Linked DNA regions of Mus musculus: region 2 is linked to region 1. A link is a contact called in public Hi-C data. All regions are on one chromosome and are shown on one strand. The core of a region is the stretch at or near the end of the contact, and the rest is flanking DNA. Distances in the headings are between cores, read along the strand shown. Region 1 overlaps Umad1 (UMAP1-MVP12 associated (UMA) domain containing 1). Region 2 has its middle 53 kb from the start of Gm26075.

Evidence for each region. A called contact is a pair of places that touch in the nucleus more often than the background predicts.
Region 2: a Hi-C map of cortical glia shows a contact between it and region 1, with 1.7 times the contacts expected there. The contact joins two enhancer-like sites. A contact is called at or near these places in 10 of 39 promoter capture datasets (the 3T3-L1 cell line, 3T3-L1-derived adipocytes, the C10 cell line and 5 more), 4 of 484 Hi-C or Micro-C datasets (brain, cortical glia, cortical neurons and 1 more) and 1 of 9 other capture datasets (embryonic stem cells).

What each region holds. Positions count from the first base shown.
Region 1 is chr6:8,284,375-8,290,324 of GRCm38.p6, reverse strand. All of the region lies in intron 2 of Umad1 (UMAP1-MVP12 associated (UMA) domain containing 1), which reads right to left. Among named protein-coding and RNA genes, the nearest start is that of Umad1, 28 kb to the right of the region's middle. Within about 2 kb of position 4,559, at least 17 of the 459 cell types and tissues checked have an H3K27ac peak or open chromatin away from gene starts, as enhancers often do. A contact at or near this core is called in cortical glia, where this site is marked.
Region 2 is chr6:8,444,862-8,451,409 of GRCm38.p6, reverse strand. No RefSeq gene overlaps it. Among named protein-coding and RNA genes, the nearest start is that of Gm26075, 53 kb to the left of the region's middle. Within about 2 kb of position 4,304, at least 77 of the 459 cell types and tissues checked have an H3K27ac peak or open chromatin away from gene starts, as enhancers often do. A contact at or near this core is called in cortical glia, where this site is marked.

The DNA of each region.
Region 1 (5,950 bases), core at 3,310-5,809:
CCTCTATCACAATTGACTGCCTATAGCACTTCATTTAGAGATGGGACCAGATCATGTGAAATTATGCTTCTATCCCTGTTGGCATATTGACTGGTGTAGTACCTGCAGGTCTTCTATAGGCTGCCATATTGTTTAGAGTTCATGAGTACAGCATCTCTATCATGTCTAGAAGATATTATTGAAGAATACTCACCTGTTCCTCTAGTTCTTACAATCTTTCTACCTCCCCTTTAAAGTGTGTTTTTCCTGAATGTATGTATGTATGTATGTATGTATGTATGTATACCATGTGCATGCCTATTACCCACAGATGTCAGAACATGGTAGTTAGGTTACGTGGAAGGAGTTGGAGGTGGTAGAGGGTGGCACAGAAATGATACAAATACTTGGGTACACACGCGCGTACACACACACACACACACACACACACGGGATATACTATAATATATACTTAGGTAGAAAGTCTCAAAACAGTAAAATAGTAAAAGGAATATATTCAGTAATTAATGAAATTACAGAATTTCTGTTAGAGAACTCTCATTTTAAAGCACATTTTCAAAATCTATACAAAAACAATTATAAACATCAAACAGATTTTAATCACTATTTTAGTGGGCAATAGTAATTATCTCTGGCAAATAACATAAATCAGCTGTACTAGATTATATGAACAGTCATTGATGCAAGTTTGGAAGTAAGTTGCTTTTTTAAAAAATTTTTAAACTCAGTATTCTGTTAAGTAGAAAACTGGCAGATGGCATTATCTTGAAATTCTGCTGTGTCTCCTCACTTCTTCCAACAACACATAAAAGATTTATATTCCAGCAGGAACAAAGAACAATACAAGTAAGAATCAAGGGGTTTTCCTCAATAGCTAACGTAGTGAATTTTCAGATGGGTGAGAGTAACTGTTCTTCAACATGAGCACACCGTGTGGCTTGCTGCTCAGGATTCTGTATATAAAACAATAAGCATTCATGGTCATGAATGAAAATGAAACCCAGGTGTCCTGTCTTCCATTCTAGGATTCTTTCATTGTGTTCTGAAGTCTACATGTAATACGCAAACTCAAAAATTAGATGTAGTAAAATATGTAACACTGAAACTATGCTAAACATAGCTCCTTCCTGGAAACTCTGAGGAGGGCATTGATGATGATACCCACAAATGCAAAGCAGCAGCTAATGGGAATCTGAGTACAAGTCAGCGTGCAGGCCCTGTACTAACAGCAGCAAATGCCAAACTATGAATAACTCAGCCTGTAAAATCTAGGTTCAATCATAAAAAATAATATAAGTGGGAGAGGATGACTAGCTCTTATATAATCACTTCCTCATTTGCTTATATAAAATTTAACTATATTTTTGTATATCCTCTTCTGACTGAATTTCTGTAACAATTTCAGTTCTCATTTTTATAATAAATGAGCCATCTCTTACTGTGACAATTTATGAAGGAAGACACATGAGGACTGAAGTACAACTGGGGATATAGCTATCAGAACCAATATAAAGTCAGCTATGGTGGTGTATACCTGTAAGCCCAGCCAGCCTCAGAGACAGGCAGACCCTTGAACCTCGCTGCCCATAGTCTAACCTACTTGGGGTGTCCCAAACCAGTGAGAGTCCCTGCCTCCTCCCCCAAAACGGTGAATGATGGACATCTTAAGGCTGTCCTCTGTTCTCCACATGCACATGTATAAATTTTTATATATACACACCAAACAAACAAGCCACAAACTATATTATCTTATTAAAAATAGTAAAATGAATTCTAGTGATATGGCTAGTGGGTGCTTGCTGCTAAGCCTTACAACCTGAGTTCAATTCCTGGGATTCAAAGAGTAGGAGAAAACTGATTCCAAATTGTACACTCTAACAATCAAATGAACAGTCACCAGAAACAGAGTGTAATGCTAGAAACTCCCCCAAAGAGAAGGCCTCTGAACAACACTTGTGAGGGTAACCTGGAGATGCATCAGTATTTATCTAAACACACTTTTGGTCTCATTAAACAAGAATTGCTTGAGCTGTTGAAGAGCTCCAAGTCTCACTTAAACTGCAAGTGCTTATTCCAGAACACATGAAGAACGCGAGAGGCTCCTGATGGAAACAACATCTCCTGCATGTAGTTTACTGCTGGACACTTCAGAAGTTAAAGCACTCTGCGCTAAAATAACCATAGCTGTATTACATGCTAAGTATAAAATCCATATGTGAATATAAGGTGACACTGGCAAAAAAGCAGTAACAACAACAAAACCTGTCCTTACTTGTCCTAGCAGGTACATGTTTCTTCCCCAACAAAAGAATATGGAACACAATTTGAAGCTGCTCTAGAAGCCACAATAACTCTTCTAGTTGGATTTCACATTGGCTTTTAAAGGAAATCTCTAACAGAAAGCCAGAAGACAAGTAACCTTTAGGAAAGCCATTCAAGATGAGTACTTGTATTTCACAAGCCTTTTAGAAATGATGGAATGTTGCAACTTGCCTTAGAAAAAACAGAAGAGCCTGATGTCATACTAATATTTCTGTGTGTGTGTGTGTGTGTGTGTGTGTGTGTGTGTGTGTGTGTGTGTTCATATACACACAGGTGCACATGTACTTACATGCATGCTAAATGGTTCTTTTAGACAAAATAATAGCTAAAGTGCTAGACAATAATGAATCTGTCAAAACAAAACAAAACAGAAAACATAACCTTCACTAGTATAGAAGGTGCTAGCTTTCCCGTTAGGCACATCAAAAGGGGCAGGGACCCAGTGGACTGCAAGAGGCATCATTTGTCAATTTGAAAAGCCCCTCCTAGGAAACATACCAAGGTGTAGAATTAGCATCCATGTTGGAGCAGAGAGAGGGAACTCAGAGCTTACTCGGCTTACGCCATGGCTGGCTACACTTTACATAGTCGGAGACCCAGGAAAATCAATAAATCGGGGACCAGCTTATGATGTTCTTAACAGATTTCAAATGGGATGTCTAAAGCAGGGAGTCCTTAAAAGGAACGAGAATGTCATCGATTCTAAGTCTGGGCTGAAACCAATACATGGAACCAATTCAGATAAACCAGTTGGCCAGGATCAGCAACAACTATTCTGAACTGACTCCAAGCCCCCCTCCACACACACACATATACACACACTCAGATGAACATAAAATATTGAGTATTCATTGAGCTTGAATATATGAGTCACTGAGAGACCTACTGGAAGCAAATGAGGCCACAACTTGAGATCCATAGATTTTTAGACTGTTGATACTGGTTAACAGCCAGGGAGAAATGTACTTTCTCATGATGGCATGGAATCAAAATACCCACACCTTTTCTCATCAAATTCAAACAACAGGCTAGTCACTTCCAAATCAGAGATCACAGCACATTATTTTACTGGTTGACTTTCGTTTTTTTGTTTGTTTTTAAAAAATGTACCAAAGTCAGTAGGGAAGCACATTGCTCCAATTCTATCACTGGGAGAAATACTGTCAGCTTAAGGCCAGCCTGGGCAATTAAGTTAATTAACCTCTACTACATAGTAGGTTCTAGGTTAACCTTAGCTACATAGCAGGACCTTATCTCTATCTCACATATACACAGTCTTAGTTAGGTAGACTTTCTATTGCTGTGAAAAGACACTATGACCACAAGAAGTCTTATAACTGGGGCTGGCTTACAGTTTCAGAGGTTCAGTCCATTATCTTCATGGTGGGAACCACGGCAGCATGCAGGCAGACATGTGTTGGAAAGGTAACTGGGAGTTCTACATCTAGATCCACAGCCAACAGGAAGAGAACTGGATTAAATTTACGAGCCCTCAAAGACTGTCGTAACACAGTTCCTCCAACAAAACCACACCTTCTCCAACAAGGCCATACCTATGGACCAAGTGTTCAAATAAGTGAGTACAGGGGCCATTCCTATTCAAACCTCTACACACACACACACACACACACACACAGTCTGGAAGATGACTCAGCAGAAGGCACAAGCCGCCAAGCATGATGCATGATGATCTGAGCTCAGTCCCTGGATCTACATAAGAGAAGGAAACCACCAACTTCCACAGAGGTCCCCTTACCTCCCCATACATGCATGGCATGTGTATGCCCTCACACATACATACACACATACATATACATACATACATACATGTATACACACATACATATACATACATACATACATGTATACATTCATACATGCATATATGAATGAAAAGTTTTTTTTAAAGACCATATGTATCATCAACTTCAGGGCAAAAAAGATATAAAATCAGTTATTAATTTATTGTATGATCTGCACATGTTCCATATAAAGGTCAATGGTCCATGTCAATCATTCATGTCCTTGCCATTTAAATATAAAATATCATCTATAAAATATTATGTACAAAATGCTGCTGAAATTTAAAGATGACACACTTATTACCAAGATGTGTACTTAAAACAAAATTTACTACTGATGGTCCCTGCAGAAGTGCACATGCTCTGAGCAGAGCTAATTCACTCAAGACTGTGGTGTAAGAGGGTCAGATTCTGTTGGCAGAAATTCCACTGCCAGAAAAACTGAATGTGGTTTAGAAGTGAATGCCAAGGGCTATGAAGAGCCCGACTGTTCGAGCTCTGAGACTAAACACTCAGGAAGTTTAATGCATGAATGTGACAAGGAAAGGGCATGGCTGAAAAACATGCAACAAAAGTCAATTGGACAGTATCAGATTAACCATCATTTCAGTCTAGAAAGAGCCAGAGAGACCAGAGTCAGCAGATGTCGATTCCTCCACATCCTTTCTTATCTGATGGAGCATAACCATTGTATGTTATAAATCAAATCCCAAAGTTGGCTGGTCCTGAGAACTCTACATGAGATAAACTATGTGAAGAAATGTTCATGACAACAAACTGTTGCCTGCTTGCTTGGCAGGGAGCAACAGTGCTTCTCTCCACGGCAAATCAAGCCTGAAGCTTTCTTGGGAGTGTTCTGATAGCATGTAGACAAATTCCCAATTTCTTAATAGCGCTATCCCATAGGTACAGAAGGTCACCAAAGGTTGGCTTTTTTCCCTCTCTTTTCCTTTTAGTTAAAATCTGTCCAAAAATAGCTTCCTTAAGTCAATAGTTTTAACAAACAATCCAGATCAGTTGATAATAGCAGTAGTTAAAAGACTTCTCACAAAGGCTATAGGGATGGCTCAGTGGTTAATAGTACTTGCTGCTTTGAGGACCCATATAGTGACTTACTGTCTATAACTCCAGTTCCAAGGGATAAAAGCCTTGTAACCTCTACAGGCATCAGGCACATGAGTGATATCAGATATACTTACAGGTGATCACTTACAAAATTAAAACAATAGTTTAAATTTAAAAAAAGACAAAGATCTCACAGCTTGGGAAGATAGTAGAGATGGAAAATGCTTACAAAGAAAGAATGAGAATGGACCTAAGTTATTCCCAGCACCCATGTAAAAAGACCAGGTACTCACCAACACCTGGGGAGTAGAGCCTCCTTGGAACTTCCTAACCAGGCAACCTAGCTAACTTGGTGAGCTCCAGCAACTAGGGTGACACTTTGAAAACCAAGGTGGCTCCTGACGACAGCAACTGAGTTTGACTCCTGGCTTCCAAGTGCACACATGTGCACACATACTCATACCCAGGCACCTACAAATACACATCAGTGCACACATCAAAACACACATGCACACATACACATGTTTTACACTAATAACAATTTAAAATAATAAAATGAAGAAAGAGGTGTCATTCTTCAGTTGAAAAAAGATCTTTTTAATAATTGACATTTTAAGGTAGCATATGATTTCAACTTAACCAAACAGTCAACACAAAATCCACTGCAGAGGAAAAATTCATATGTACTAAACAAATTTCTAGTAATATAATTAAAGACTTCAAACAAACAAACAACAACAATAAAAACACTTCAAGGCAGG
Region 2 (6,548 bases), core at 3,055-5,554, 160 kb before region 1:
GTGCCAGTTTTCCTTTTACTTATCATTCTTGGTCATAGTACACTTTGGGAAATAGTGGACTCATAACTTAAGGCTTTGGGGGAGAAGATGGGCTCCCCCCACTTTTTGATGAGCTTTAGTCCCTCTGTTGCCTTTGATCTGACCTATGACAGAACTTCTCATTTCCTCCTCAACATTTTAAGCTATTCTAATATTTTCTATACCATCCTTTTTTAGAAATCAGATTATATTTTGGTGAATTTATTCACAGCTGCATTTCACTGTCTCCAGATACTCACGCATTTGCTAGTATGGCAGCCTGCTTAGCTGTCTTTAACATGTAACTGCCTGGTCACTGCTGACAGTCTTCTATTGCTTACTCTTTATCTTGACTTTAAACATTTCCCTAAGTATTTCACAAGCAGCTCTTCTATCTGTGATGGCTCTATATAGACAAATTACTTTCTCATATGCTTCTTTGCCTTTCTTGTGACCTGTTGTTTGCTTAATTGTGTGTGTAGAATTCAGCAAGATAGCCAGCAAGTGGTTTTCTATGGGGAATATATTCTAGTTGCTGGGAAAATGTCAACCTGGGGCTACAGTAACCCTTCTTTGAGGGTCTTGGTTTTATGCCAAATGTCAATTTTAATCCCCTTTCCCTGCTGCTCACTCTGGGTTCAGTATCTACATTCTCCCTTCAGTATAATAACACAGCCTCTCTCTTTTGCTCTTTGAGTGGCCCACTTACCTGTTCATGGCTCCAAAGTTTAACACTGACCTTTCCTGATATTCTTTCTTTCTTTAGTTTAGGCAGATGGCTGGATTTTGAGATAATTTACCCACCTCTAGGAAGTCTAGGAGCAAACCAAGGTGTGGATTTAAGATCTAATTAGTTTTCAGCAGACAGGGTCTTGTCTGCCTCTGCTTTAGAAAGCAGAAGACCAGTTCTTAATGTGATGCTTCACATATAAAATGCATGGTCTAACAACATCAGCACAAGGCATCCTGTCATGACTATGGGATCGAGCCTCTATAATTGGTTTTTTATTTTTAATTTTAAAATCACTTCACTGAGTTTGAGTACACTCAAAATCATCTGTAACCACCAGAAGCGCCTCAGGCCGTCTTAACTAAACCTGAAGCTATCTGGTTCATTTGTTTTATTTAGTAGATATACTGTTAAAATTAACTTGACAAAACTTAAACTTTATTTTATACACACCACAACACACGCTCACGCACGCACACATACACACACACACACACACACACACACGCACACAAGCACTCCCTCACAACCTTTTTTGCTTTGTTTTGTTTAAAAAGATTTATTTATTTATAAATAAATAAGTACACTGTAGCTGTCTTCAGACATACCAAGAAATGGCATCAGATCTCATTACGGATGGTCGTGAGCCACCATGTGGTTGCTGGAAGTTGAACTCAGGACCTCTGGAAGAGCAGTCAGTGCTCTTAACCGCTGAGCCATCTCTCCAGCCCCCTCACAACTTTTTTTTTTTTTTGAAGATGAAAAGTTTCCAAAAGTTCTTTTACCATAACTTGGCCATAAATATCTTTTTTTGAAGAATTTTCATTGATTTTTTTTTATATACCAACAAAGCCATTCAAGGACATTTTAGTGTCTGTAATTATTTCCAAGTTAACATACAGAAAAAAGATGACTTATTTTTTTCTACTTTGACTTTTGTCACCCGCTCAGCTTTTGATACCCACCCACCTCATAAACATCAGCTCTATCCTCAGCCTCACCCACATGGAGCTCTGCTTCTTGAAAGCAAACACTGCTTCCGTCAAACACAGTCAAGTTTGACTACAGTTGTGCTTGGGGAGTTTTATTTCAGGGAAACTTGAAAACATCTGCATTGCTAAGGTCTTTGGATGGCATGGGCTGCGTATGCTACTAGTCTTGAACACCATGAGCAAGGCTTTTATCTGTGAGTTTTTGTCCGTTGGCTGTTTGTATGTTCATGCACACACCTGTGTGCTAATCCAAGTGGGCACCAGCCATGGTTTGTGTGCTATCGCACATGTGTGGTCAGAGAATTATACATGGTGAATTACAGGTGTTGGTCTTCACCTCGTATCTTGTTTAAGACAATGTCTCTTTGGTGTTCACAGCTAAATATGCCAGGCAAGATGGCTGATGAGCTTTCAAAGAGCCTCCTGTCTCTATCTTCCATTTCTCTACCGAAGCCTTAGGATTACAGACACGCACCTGTCTTCACATGGGTTCTGGAGATTCAAACTCAAGTCTGTATGTGTAGCATGGTCTTTCTCCTCACTGAGTCATCTTTCCAGTGCTATTTTTTAATTGCAATGAGTCAGGGATAAGGATGAAGCTTGGAGTAGCAGGGTCCCTGTCATCCTTTTAAAGCCAAGAGACAGGAGGACATGGAAGAAGGCAGTCTCCCCTCTCCCTCAGAAATCTCTCTTTAAAAAAAAAAAAGAATTAATTTTACTTATTCATTTTACATCCTGATCACTGCCCCCTCCTGGTCACCCCCTCCCACAACCCTCCCCCCATCCTCCCATTCCCTTCTCCTCTGAGCAGTTGGGGACCATATAGGTATCCCCCAAACCCTGGCACTTCAAGTCTCTGCAGGACTATATACATCCTCTCCCACTGAGGCCAGGCAGGCAGGCCAGCTAGAAGAACGTATCCACAGACAGGCAACAGCTTTTGGGGTAGCCTCTGCTCCAGTTGTTTGGGACCCATATAAAGACCAAACTCTACATCTTTTATGTAAGTGCAGGGAGACCTCGGTCCAGCCCATGTATGTTCTTTGGTTGAAGATTAGACTCTGAGAGTCCCAAGGGTCCAGATTAGTTGATTCTGTTGGTCTATGAAAGAAAGCAGTCAGGTGTGTATAAAGTTATTCTTCAAGTCACCTTCTAATTCTTCAGAAAGTGGCTTGCTCTGAACATAAGTCCATTGTTTCTTTTAAGCTTTAAGTATTCATACTGTAATATGGGACATCATAGAAAATGAATAACTTAAATTATACCTACTTTCAAATCTACTGTGAAGTTTAAGATTAAAATGACTTATTTACCATACTGCCTTTAGGTGAGCCCTGAATTTCCACAACCCAGCCCTAGGAGCTTGTCTCTGTACCTGCCTGATGCTCACAGTTGCTGTCCTGGGGGGCTGCAGATCACCCCACAATCAATAGTACCATCTCCACTCAGTCTGTCTGCACTAACTCTCATTGTTTTCAATAGATCCACTACTTTCGTGTTTGGGGGAAACAGGACAACTTTGAGTGGTTCCACAATGGTTCTAAGTTGGTGCCTAATAAAACAATATGCTGTTTCTAATCGCTTTGGGAAATGGTCTCCTAAGGCAGAGTCTAAAGTCAGGACAAAGAGACAGGCTCCTACTCCCGGAGCCATTGGGAAGCATCAGGTGACAGATGACAATTCTCAGGAGACTCAGCTATTCAATAATTTGGTGTTTGTGCTAGTGAACATCTTCAAAGTGAAAAATTAATTTCCCCTTTGGATTATGTTAGATACAGTTTCTAAAGCTGAAGGTTTCCATACCATCCTAGATCCACTTGTCCTCCTAGATTGAATGAAAACATCACATGGTTGTCTCCAACAACACATAAAAATAGATGGAAAAAGTCGTTGTTTCCCATGATTTTATTAACATTCATTTTTCTGTTGTTTGCATGCTTTTGTGTCCATGTGTCTGTGCATGTTTGAGCGCACAAAGGTCACCCTTAAGCATCATTTCTCAGAAGCTATCTACTTTGTTTCTGAAATTGGTTTCTTGCTGGCCTGGGGCTTTCTGCATAAGCTAGGCTGACTGACCAGCAAGTCCCTGAGCCCTTCCTAGAGCGTGTACCACCACACTCGGCTTTTAAAACTCCTAGGTTCTGTGAATCAAAATCTGGTCCTCTTGCTGCAAGGCTAAGCTACCTCCCAGGCACTTCCTTGTTAACCTTCTTCGTGGTAATCTTTAGTTAAAGAAGAAAGAAGGGACCAAGGGACGTAGAGACAGAGGTATTTAGTATTAGGCATTAAAATGAAAGTTAAGTGGTTTATTTTAGGGAGAAAGCATAGATTTCTCTTTAAAGCTTCCAAAAAACAAACAACCAAAACCAAAACCAAAACCAAACCAAAACAACAAAATTCTACACACTTCTAAAACTTCCAAATAATTACACAAAGCTTTCAAACTGGAGGCAAAGCCCTGGGATTTTAAACCCATTCTGCATGAGATGGAAGTCAAGCCTGTCCATTTGCATCTGTTGCTCTAAATAAGGCCTGCTATAGAACAGCAGGGACAAAAGGCCTTTCTTGATCTGTCCAGCTGCCTCCCACTCTTGCCAGAGCATCTCTGGGTGGAGGCTACAGTCTGTGGGGCACGCCAGAGGAGCATGAAATCAACCAGAGCTTTGACCTCTCACTGCTCCCGGCCCAGCCAGCCTAGCCAGACTTCCAGCTCTGAGCATGGCTGTCCAAGCTCCTTTCAGCCAGCTCTGCACACAAGACAGCCTCTGGACAGAAGCACATTCCGAACTGGGAAACACTCAACTTCAGCTTCCTCAGCCCTAATCAAGCAACACTGTGGGGAATTTGCTGCCGCTGAGGGACGGGTTACAGGGAGAAATTTATCATGCCTTTGCAAGGTGTGCCGAAGACAGCAACAAGTCACTAAGTTACTCTGGTGATAAAATACACCGTAAACTGGGTGGGGTGGAATATATTTCTAATCCCAGCTCCTGGGAGACAGAGGCAGGAGGAGTCTTACAAACTCTAGGTCAGCTTTTTCTATATAGTGAATTCTAGGCCAGCCAGGCTACTACACATCGTGGGTATGATTTCATATTTATATTTTACTACCCACCCCATCCCCCAAAGGACAGATAATGTAGACAACAAGTTTTAACCCTGACTCTAAGGTAATTAAGGCTTAGAACATTTTTAGTTTGGGACCATTCTTTGTCAACTACATCATCTCCTCAACTACATCATCACGCCATAGAGTGAAGAGGAGAAATATAGAGAATAAAATGAACCAGATATTTCAAAAGGAAAGGAACACTTGAACACAACCACGCAAAACCCAGGAAACCATAATTAACAGCTTCCTGTAAAGGATGGAGGGTAGCTAGCCGAGCTATTAAATGAGCAATGTGGTGTGCAGAAAGGCTAGTTGGGCTATTAAATCGATGTGGTGTGCAGAGAGGGCCGTAAGGGGGATTTATTGTTGGCAGGAGAGCTTTAAGACTGGCATTTCACAACTTCAGTGCTTTTAACTTTATATTCAGACAATTCCATTCCTACAGTTAAACAAAGCTGACATATGATAAAATCAATACTATTGCAGGTAAGGAGGGGGAGGATGCACAAATGAATTTCATTGATGGGAAGAGAACTGTTTGAGAAGATTTATGTTTGTGAATATATGTTTCTGAGAGGATGGGGAAAGGACATTGACTATCCAAGTTGAACATCAGCTGCTGCAGTAGCTACAAGTCACATACTTGTCTTTGTGTAACCCCCAAGCCAGGCGGGACTTGGTACAGTGGCAGAGAAGACAAACTAGACATAGCCTAGCTATGAGCATTCTGTAAAATGCTCTCAGGACTCTTCATGTGTTTGAATTATCAGCAGTACCTAAGCCAAAATTTAGTTTAGAACATGCTTCTTTGTAACAAATTGCTGTAGTGATTTTTAAAATCACAGCCATCACTAAGGAAGTGATGACAGCCAGCTATATTTAAGTAAGAAATATAAAATAAAGCTAGGGATAGTTGTCTTGTGCCTCCTTAACATTACTACCTCACGTATATTTTAAGAGTTGGAAAAAGTGTCAGAAACATAAAACACAGAATCATATAGTCACTCTCCCCACCGCTAACTACAGTTTTAGTGTCTTGAAGAAATCTTAACTAAACAGTAGGGCCATTCTCAAGAGCAAAAAAACCTAAATATAATATTCACTCTCAAAAATGATCTAGTGTCTATCTCTCTCTATCCCACGATAGTAACCAACTTGTTTATGAATAATTTATCTCAAACCAGTAGACAATTGCATCATGTGTCCAGGAGTATAGCCAATTCTTATTTCACACTACCCACTTGAGACACCCAGGCAACAATGAGCACTACTCTCTGAAGGACATCAACCAGTAAAACATTTAAGTTATATTTTAAGTTGATGAACTTTGGACTCCCCTCCCCTCCCTCCCAGTGTATATTGAGCCAAACAAAGAATTTCCAATAAGAGGGTACTGTGGCCAGTTGACAAAATGACCAGATTTTTGCTGACATAGTTAATACAGTCAAATTCATAGGCTCTAGAATGACTTAGAAGACAAGCTGCAGGGTGTGCCTGTGAGGGGGTTGTTAGACTGGGTTAAATGAGTTGGGAAGACTCAGAAATGGCTGGTACCACCCCATGGGCTGGAGTCCTGGACTGAATTAGGGAAAGAAAACGTGAGCTGAATAACAACAGTCCTGTGCATTTCTCCTTCATGGGAAGACTCGATGTGAACAGGCACCCCAAGGGCTTGCAGCCACGTCTGCCGCCATGA